Regions from separate parts of the Lactuca sativa genome. Here region 2 is linked to region 1. A link is a contact called in public Hi-C data. All regions are on one chromosome and are shown on one strand. Each heading gives the region's core, a stretch centred on a gene start, on an enhancer-like site or on the middle of the called end of the contact. The rest is flanking DNA. Distances are from core to core; before and after follow the strand shown.

What was found. Hi-C and Micro-C count contacts between places; a contact is called where the count stands out from the background.
Region 2: a contact with region 1 is called in a Hi-C map of seed, with 5 times the contacts expected there. The contact joins the promoter of LOC111888721 here to the promoter of LOC111903671 in region 1. A contact is called at or near these places in 2 of 4 Hi-C or Micro-C datasets (leaf and seed).

The regions. Positions count from the first base shown.
Region 1 is chr2:23,729,758-23,733,782 of Lsat_Salinas_v11, forward strand. LOC111903671 reads left to right here and starts at 2,349. Exons shown (of 2, transcript XR_006187876.2): 1 at 2,349-3,190. It overlaps LOC111903678 (F-box protein At3g07870), which reads right to left and starts at 1,971. Exons shown (of 1, transcript XM_052768794.1): 1 at 811-1,971. The coding sequence starts at 1,971. The coding sequence ends at 811.
Region 2 is chr2:23,990,654-23,994,860 of Lsat_Salinas_v11, forward strand. LOC111888721 (F-box protein At2g21930) reads right to left here and starts at 1,693. Exons shown (of 1, transcript XM_023884844.2): 1 at 150-1,693. The coding sequence starts at 1,557. The coding sequence ends at 403.

The DNA.
Region 1 (4,025 bases), core at 1,099-3,598:
TTTTTGCAAATTGAGCAAAAGAATAGTTGCAACACAATGTGAAAAAAATATATCGATTATTAGTTTTGTTAAAGCACCAATGGCAGGAACTGTCGGTGATTTAATCACCAAATATATTTTAGTGTAATGGATTTAACAAGTGTTTCAAGAATAGTGTTTTAGTTATAATACAAGTTAGGAGGTGTGGGAGTGCACACTTGTATTTATTAAACATTGTTAGTACGAGGATTAATTTGTTGTTCTTTAAAGATGCAAATACAAGGTTTAATTTGTATTTTCTGAAAGTTTAAAACTGTTCTCGTTTTATCCGTTGAGTAGATAAGTCCGGGAAAGATAACGACTTGGTTGAAACACAGAAAACTGAAAAACGATTTCTTCTTCATTCTCTCTCAAAATTGATTCTGTGTTTTGTGCCTAAAATCAGAATCCTTTCTTTAGGAATTATCTTAGTTTGGATTTCGTGATACCCAAGGCAATTAGGGTCGAAATATCAAACAAGGAAAGTGTATCACACGATTCCTGTTTGTGATCCAGATTTCGTATTACCCAATTCGTAATTCCCAACAACCAACTACCAAGGTCACAAGTCTCTCAATAGGCCAACAGCCCGAGGTTATTTACTAAACATATACAATAAGACTAACACCAAGATTTTACAACATAATTTTCATAAAAATATGATATTTATATAGCATCAGTAATGTTACAAACATTGAATAAACAGTTAAACAGACATCAAATTATATTTGATGCATCTATGTTTTAAAAAACATCAACTAATTTACAGATATTGTCCTTGAAATTGGTATGTCAATAGCTACTACAATCAGAAATACCGACCAAAACTAGTGTTTCAATGTAGGAATTCACTGTGAATCTATACCCACTAATCAGATGATTGCTTAGTTCTGAGTTAGGCTCATAAACAACAAGCTCTTCAGTTGATTCAAACATATAATCTTGGACTTCCATAATAGGTCCGCCCTTCCTCCTAAAACCCACTGTCCTCATCAAATCACCTGGTGCCTTGATGGTGAATAGCTTTGTAAACGATCTTTCCACACCATGCTCCACCATCCATACAGTGCAACAAAGTTGCTCCTCAATGGTATCATCGTATCCGCTTTTATTGTATTCAAGTATAACAAGAGACTCCCTTAGCTTAGATACAGAAAGTAGGTCGAAAGTGATGATAGCCATCCTTTCAGGGAGGTCTACTACTTGAAAATTCTCATTAGTTATATCAAATGACATAATCAGATTACGAGTTTGAAACACACTATCCACAAGTGTACAATCTACAGCACACCAGTAGATAGACTTACCAATAACTACCTGGCGCCCCCTAATATGTATTGATATGGTGGGGAGATTTCCAGATAGACTTGTAAATTTCCCCGAACTTTGCTTATAAACCTTAACTTCCCAAAAGTTGCCAATTTCGCTTTTCAGTTCATTACCCCAACTCCAATGCAGTTGAGTGATCTGGATGATCTTGGTATCAATAGTGACAGGACAAACTCCAAAACCAAGAACGATTAAATGATTCGTATATAACATATCAGGCAGTGCAATAGCTATTGATTTTCTAACCGAAGGATTCAAAAGAACAGCTATCCTCTTTCTATAGCTGGAACCAGAAAACCGATAACCTTTGAAACACAACAAGCCATAAGAACTACCAACTATTTGTGGATCTCTAATGGATAGGGGAAGAGACGGAACAAACCTATGTTGGGGGAAAGAGTCATCATCGACAAAAGAAACAAATTTAGGCACTTGTTCTTCTGAGCTGTACGATACAAACAGATGTTGTGGCTGTGTGTGGCTGACGCTGTGAGCAGCAATAAACTCTGAGCTGTCGATCAAAGACTTCCATGTTCTTGACACCGATCTAAGCTGAATCAATGATTTGATAGGAAGCCTTTTCAGGATTGCCTCTTGGATATGGAAAGGCAGTTCGTCAAACATTTTAATTGTGGGTGTCGTTGGTACCTGATTTTTAACGGTTTATATAACGGAAGATTTTAAACTCTATCATACTAAAAGCACATGGACCGGAATAATTGCATTGACTATAAATTAAGATATATTTAAATACAGTTGGTAATTAAATAATAATATTTTTTGAAAATATTATTTGTTCCAATACCTGTAACTAGGTAATATCATTGGATGCATGAATTGGCTCAATAATGCAAATTCAAATAATAACATACAACTAAATTATTATTATTATTATTATATATATATATATATATATATATATATATATATATATATATATATATATATATATATTAAAGTTATGAAAAAAAGTAACAGGAAATATGTAACATATTTGTCTCTTTTGGTCCCTCTACTTGCATTTGTTATTTCTGCCATTCTAGGTCCCTATATTTTGATGTATTTGTCACTTTATTATTTTTATTTTCCTTCCATTGATCTTCGTTATTGACTGGTCAGTGGGTTTCATTTGGTGTACACATGGGTTGGTTGGCTACCAGGGTTACCAGGTGTGATCCACCGCTTCATTCAGAAGTGATACGTGTTCTGTACACATGAGCAGCCACCGCCCTAAAAATCCGTTCGTGTTACAGTCTGCTTTTCCAAACTAACCTCTCATCGCTTCCTTCCTATGCTCTGTATCTCTCTTCTTCCCTGTTCCACCAACTCCTAATTGATATTTATTTTCTTCCTTATCAGGTCGATATCCACTACACCCCCTCCTCTCTCACACTCCTTTCCGATATTCGACCTGTGCTTGCCTCTAATGATCGGCGGTGGCTAAGTCATCGGGAACTCCACAATTTTAGATGGGCATTCAAGAAGAAGTCCACAATTCAAGGTATGAAGAAGAAGTTCACAATTTGGGGATTCAAGATGAAGTCCACGATTCAAGGTATCCAGAGTTAATAACACGTGTCCATGGGAAACGAAAGACTACTGCTTCCTTGTATTCATTTGTTCTTGATTTCTCCTTCTCACCGACTTTATTTGTATTTGCTTCCGACTCTAATCGATATTTCCACCGGTGGGAAGAAGAAGACGGTGGTCCATTGTTACCATACCCAATCACCTATATCTCTACTGTTGGTGCCCAACAAAAGCCCTAAAATCGATTTCAATTGCTCGCTCCTCCTCTTTGGTGGATATCGTTTTAGCTTTTCAGGGAAACAACATTGATGATGTAAGTATGTCAATCCCCTTTCATCACCTCTAATTCTTATCCTGACACATCTTCTACTGCCCTTCTACTTTTTTCTTTCTTCTTTATCCAATATTAGCCTCTAATTGAATCCCTTTAAGGTTTCTAATTTTCGTTTCAGGTAAGATTGGATAGTAAATTACAATATTGTCTTTTTTTTCTGTCACTTATCTGTAATCTTTATCTATTTCTTTTCCTGAAAAGAAAGAGTAAAGGTCAATAATAGCAACTGCAAGGTGAAATGGTCTGCAATTAGGGTTCTTACAGAGAATTCAGCCACATGTTATTTAGATCCTACGAGAGCGGAAAAGTATTGATCATTCTATCACATGGTCTGCAATTAGGGTTCATTGTAAAAGTCAAACTTACTTTGATCCTTAAGGAAAAGTATTGATCATTGTACCACATGTTATTTAGATCCTACGAGAGCGGAAGGTCAAGGTATGAACTGGAATGGAATCACAACATAACGTTTCAAACTCTAGAATTATGGATTATGGCAATGGAATAAAATGGCAATGGAATCACAACATAACCATTGATCATTCCATAATTTTATGACCATTTTTTGTAGGGATGTGAGTTGTTACATTAAAGGCAGCCTTACATCGAAGAAGTTTTTATTACTAAAAATTTGGAACTTAGTGTTAAACTCCGATGCAGACATGCAGTAATGTGAAACAAGTTGCTGAGAAGTAACCTAAGAAGAAGGTCAAGGTATGGAATGGAATCATTAATTCCATTGGAATGAAATAAAAAAACGTTTTGTTTTTGTTGGATGGAATTAAACTGATAAAACTAATTTCATTCCTTTGTT
Region 2 (4,207 bases), core at 443-2,942, 260 kb after region 1:
AATGTGTAGAAGTTAGACTGATAACAGTTTAGTCCAATATTTAACATTACAACCAAAATTACTATTAAATGTGATTAGAGAATAGTTGCAAAACAAATCTACCTGAACCAAGTCCAAGGATACAAGCCTTTACCCATTAAGACAACCTGTTGAGCAATTGAGGTTTACAAATTACAACACATACAATATACTGTCAACAAGATATTACTGCACAATGTTCATAAGAATGTGAGATTCAACTTCCTACATATTACATGCATTAAATAAACACAACATCAAATTATATGTGATGCATTTAACTTTTTAATGAATCCAACAAACTTGGGGAATACTATTTGACATAAATTGGGTGTCTTGCCTTCTTCAATGCTATACATTTATCTTTTTTTCCTCCACTTTATGTTAATAACTGCTACAATCAGATCGACCAAACATGAGTAGTGTTTCCATGTAAGAATTCACGTTGAATGAATATCCTCTAATCGGATCATCGCAGTGCCCTGAGTTGGGCTCATAAACAACAAGTTGAGTCGGCTCAGAAATATCATCGTTCACTTCTATTATAGGTCCTCCAGTCTTCCTAAAACCCACTGCCTTTATTGACTCTTTTGGTGCATTGATGGTGTATAGCTTTGTAAATGATATTTGAACACCATTCTCCATCTTCCATACTTCACAACAAACTTGTCCCTCGGTGTTTAAATCGTGTTCAAGCATGACTAAAGATTCCCCTAGCTTAGAAATAGACAACCACTTAGACATAGTCGCCCATGAAGAAGGATGGCTAGCTAAATTATCGGGGAGGTGTATAACTTTAAAACTCTCATCAGTTATATCAAATGACATAATCACATTATGAGTACGTATTCCACTGTCTAGACAGGAAGCACACCAATAGATATGCCTATCAATAACTACTTGGGGCTGTCTAATTCGTATTGATTTCCTTGGGAGATTCGTAGAAAGACTTTTCCATTTCCCCGATCTAAAGGAGTAAACCTCAACCTTCCAAAGGTTGTTAATTTCGGTTTTCTTATCCATCCATGAAGGGAGTTGTGTGATCTGGATGATCTTAGGATCGATACTAACAGGACAAACCCCAAAAGCAAGAATCATTTCGTGGCGTACATGCAAGATATCAGGTAATACAAAAGAAATTGATTTTCTGATAGAAGGATTACAAACAACAGCCAATCTCTTTTTAAAGTTGATTTCGGAAGTCTCCAGATCCCAATGATAGCCATCCAAACACAACAAGCCATGAGAACTGCCAACAATTCTTGGAAGTTTAACGGACAGAGGAAGAGTAGGAACAAACCTCTGAGGGAAAGAGTTGTCGTCGACAAAAGAAACGTATTTTATTTCTCCTCTCGGATCTTTATACCATACAAACAGATGATGTGGCTGAGTATCGAGGACGCTCTGAGCAGCAACAAACTCTGAGCTGTCGATCAAAGACTTCCATGCTTTTGAGACGGATCTGAACTGAATCAGTGATTTGACAGGAAGCCTCATCATGATTTCTCCATGGATATGGAAAGGTACTTCGTCTGACATTTTGATTTTGGCTGCCGGTGGTGTATGGTATTTGACAGGAGAGAGGTAGTATAAACCGGAGATTTGGGGACTTTGGTTATTGAATGTTTCAATAAAGGAGCTTTCTTGATAATTATGCAGCTTTGGGAATTAGAAATTTCAACAAAGGAACTTTCTTATGAATTATCCACAAATCTTGTCGGTTGACTTTTAGAATGGTGTTGATTTTAATTGTTTGGATTACTTCTTTTTTTTTTTTTTTTTTATTTGGTACAACGATTTTTAAATTTGTTGTTTTGGTCCTTTTAGCTTACTTTTAGCTCGGATTTGATTCTCTTTCAAACTAAAAAAATTTATTTACCTTTTATTTATTTATTTTTTGTTAAATACTTTTATGTATTTAAAAATAGTATCGACTGTTATGTGTTTTTGGTCTCTAATGACGCGCGCGTGTGTGTATATATATATAAAAGGGATCATCTTTAGGAACATGATAGTTTCTATGGTTTTCCCAAAAATGGACTTTTTTTTGGATATGTGTTCTCTTCTACCTGTTTTGCTGCCGATTATTGTGTTGGGCGTTTTATGTCATTTTCTTAATTCTTTATGGTCATGTGTTGATATGGATTTCTCGATGGATATCTTCACCGTATATGTCGCCAATCACTAGCATTTGCTTCTACCGCGTTCTTCTACTGCTTTCTCTCCACGGATCCACCCTTCAAATTCAAATTCCTGGATAAGTTTAATATCTTCTCGATTCTTCTTTATCTTACTTCCACCGCCTCACCTTCTCCTTTACCGCCACTGCTTTAACTCTACCAGGTTAGGTTAGTTACTCCACCTACCCTTCTTCTACTAAACAACTTTCCATTCCACCGTTCCTCTAAACCGCTTTTCCCTAACATACTAATAATCTACGTAGGCTTCTCTATCACAGAAAAACTTCGCCACTGATCTCCTCTCTCCATCAGCTTTCAGAAATCTCTATCGTCGAACCCATTGGATTCTACAGTTCCACAACAGAAAATGGTTAGTCCATTTTACGGTTTTACTTGTTTCTAAGAAATTGGCGATTTTCACAAATTAACTGGATTTAGTTGTGGTTTTTTTGAACTTGATGGTGTGTGATCCGATACCTCAAGGATTGAAGCATATAAATGGCTGATTTTTCAGCATATTGTTGTTCATATATTTATTAGATATAACAGGCTTTTATTAATTAATACTTTTTTATATTGTATCCAATTTGATGTAGTCTATTGAAGATATGAAACATGTACTTCAAGAAGAGGTTGCAAGTTTTCTTCTCCTGTTAGGACGCTGTCATCCACTAACACAAGCCCTCATCTTCCTTCCTCACTTGGATTCATAGTTGATTGTTGGACCAAAACGGGGAGATCACAGATTCCCTTGATGCCATCAAACGAAGTCTATGTTGCGGGTTCTAGAATTATAACAAGATCTGAAACAATTTGTTAGGATTTATTTTTTTCTTTTCCGCTATGTTTTCTTCTGGTCTTTCCCTAGGTTTTTAATTCACTTCTCTTACTTCTCCTCTCTTTAGAGTACAATTTATGTGAGGCTTTAGGTTAAACTGGCAATGAGAAATCACCTGAGAAAACTTTTGTCAACTTTAATGTTATATTCTTTTCTAGGAGCAAGGTTGTGAGTCATTATTGTAGGGAAATTTAGGATTTGTGGTGGAGATCTGGATACCAACTTGGATCGTGATATCACTTTCCGAACTGATATTTCTACCCTATGCCTGTGTTACAAGAAATTCAGCCTAGGATAATCCAAGTGGACACTTACGTTTCTAGGCACAAAAAACATAAGCCAATAGGCTAAAGGGTTCTGTGAATGTATGATGAAAAACGAGAGCTAAAGATCGTCACCCTCTTTTGTATAAAAAGAGTCGTTTATATATTAAACAAGAGTAGGGTTTCATTTGGGTTGGGCCGTCATTAGTTGCATTGGAAGCAAGTAATATTAATCCGGATTAGGGTTACCAAAACTAACGAGTTTCCTTAGTTTTACCATAATCACCCTCAACAAATTGAGTTTTCCATTATGTTCCCACCAGCCAGGGGCTCTGCCCCTTGGACCCCGCCAAAGGGGCGCTGCCCCCAGACCCCGACTAGTCGTCGAACCGGCTTCTAATTCGATCTTATACATGCGTGCACTCTGCATTACTCCATACATATATTAGAGTACAAATTATGAAGCCCCTTAGCTCACATGTTAGTTCCAGTTACTTAAAATGACATGGTGACACTAAAATCACCAACAATTATTTATTGTAGCTCCTATTGTGGGAAAATGGTGAAAGAAGTCAATAGGTTTCTTGGTTGTAGTAGGGGAATGTAGCTGCAATCAAGGTGTTTGTCATCTTCTTCATCCGTTATTTTAGGTATTTACTTGTTTATTCATCATCTTTTCACATATCTAGGTTTATTCTAACAAGTTCATCAGACACGCCCAACAACAACTCTAAAATCAAGGCCAAACCCGAACTGGTTATCCTTACATGTCGGTGTTTCAGCTTAGTTAGTTGCATGTCAGTTGAAAAAAGTAGTTTATAGAAGTTGTTAATATGCTAAAGTAAAGTGCACATGAGGTGTTTGTGGAAATGCTCAAGAGAAGTAATATGTTTCTATTATATGTTGAA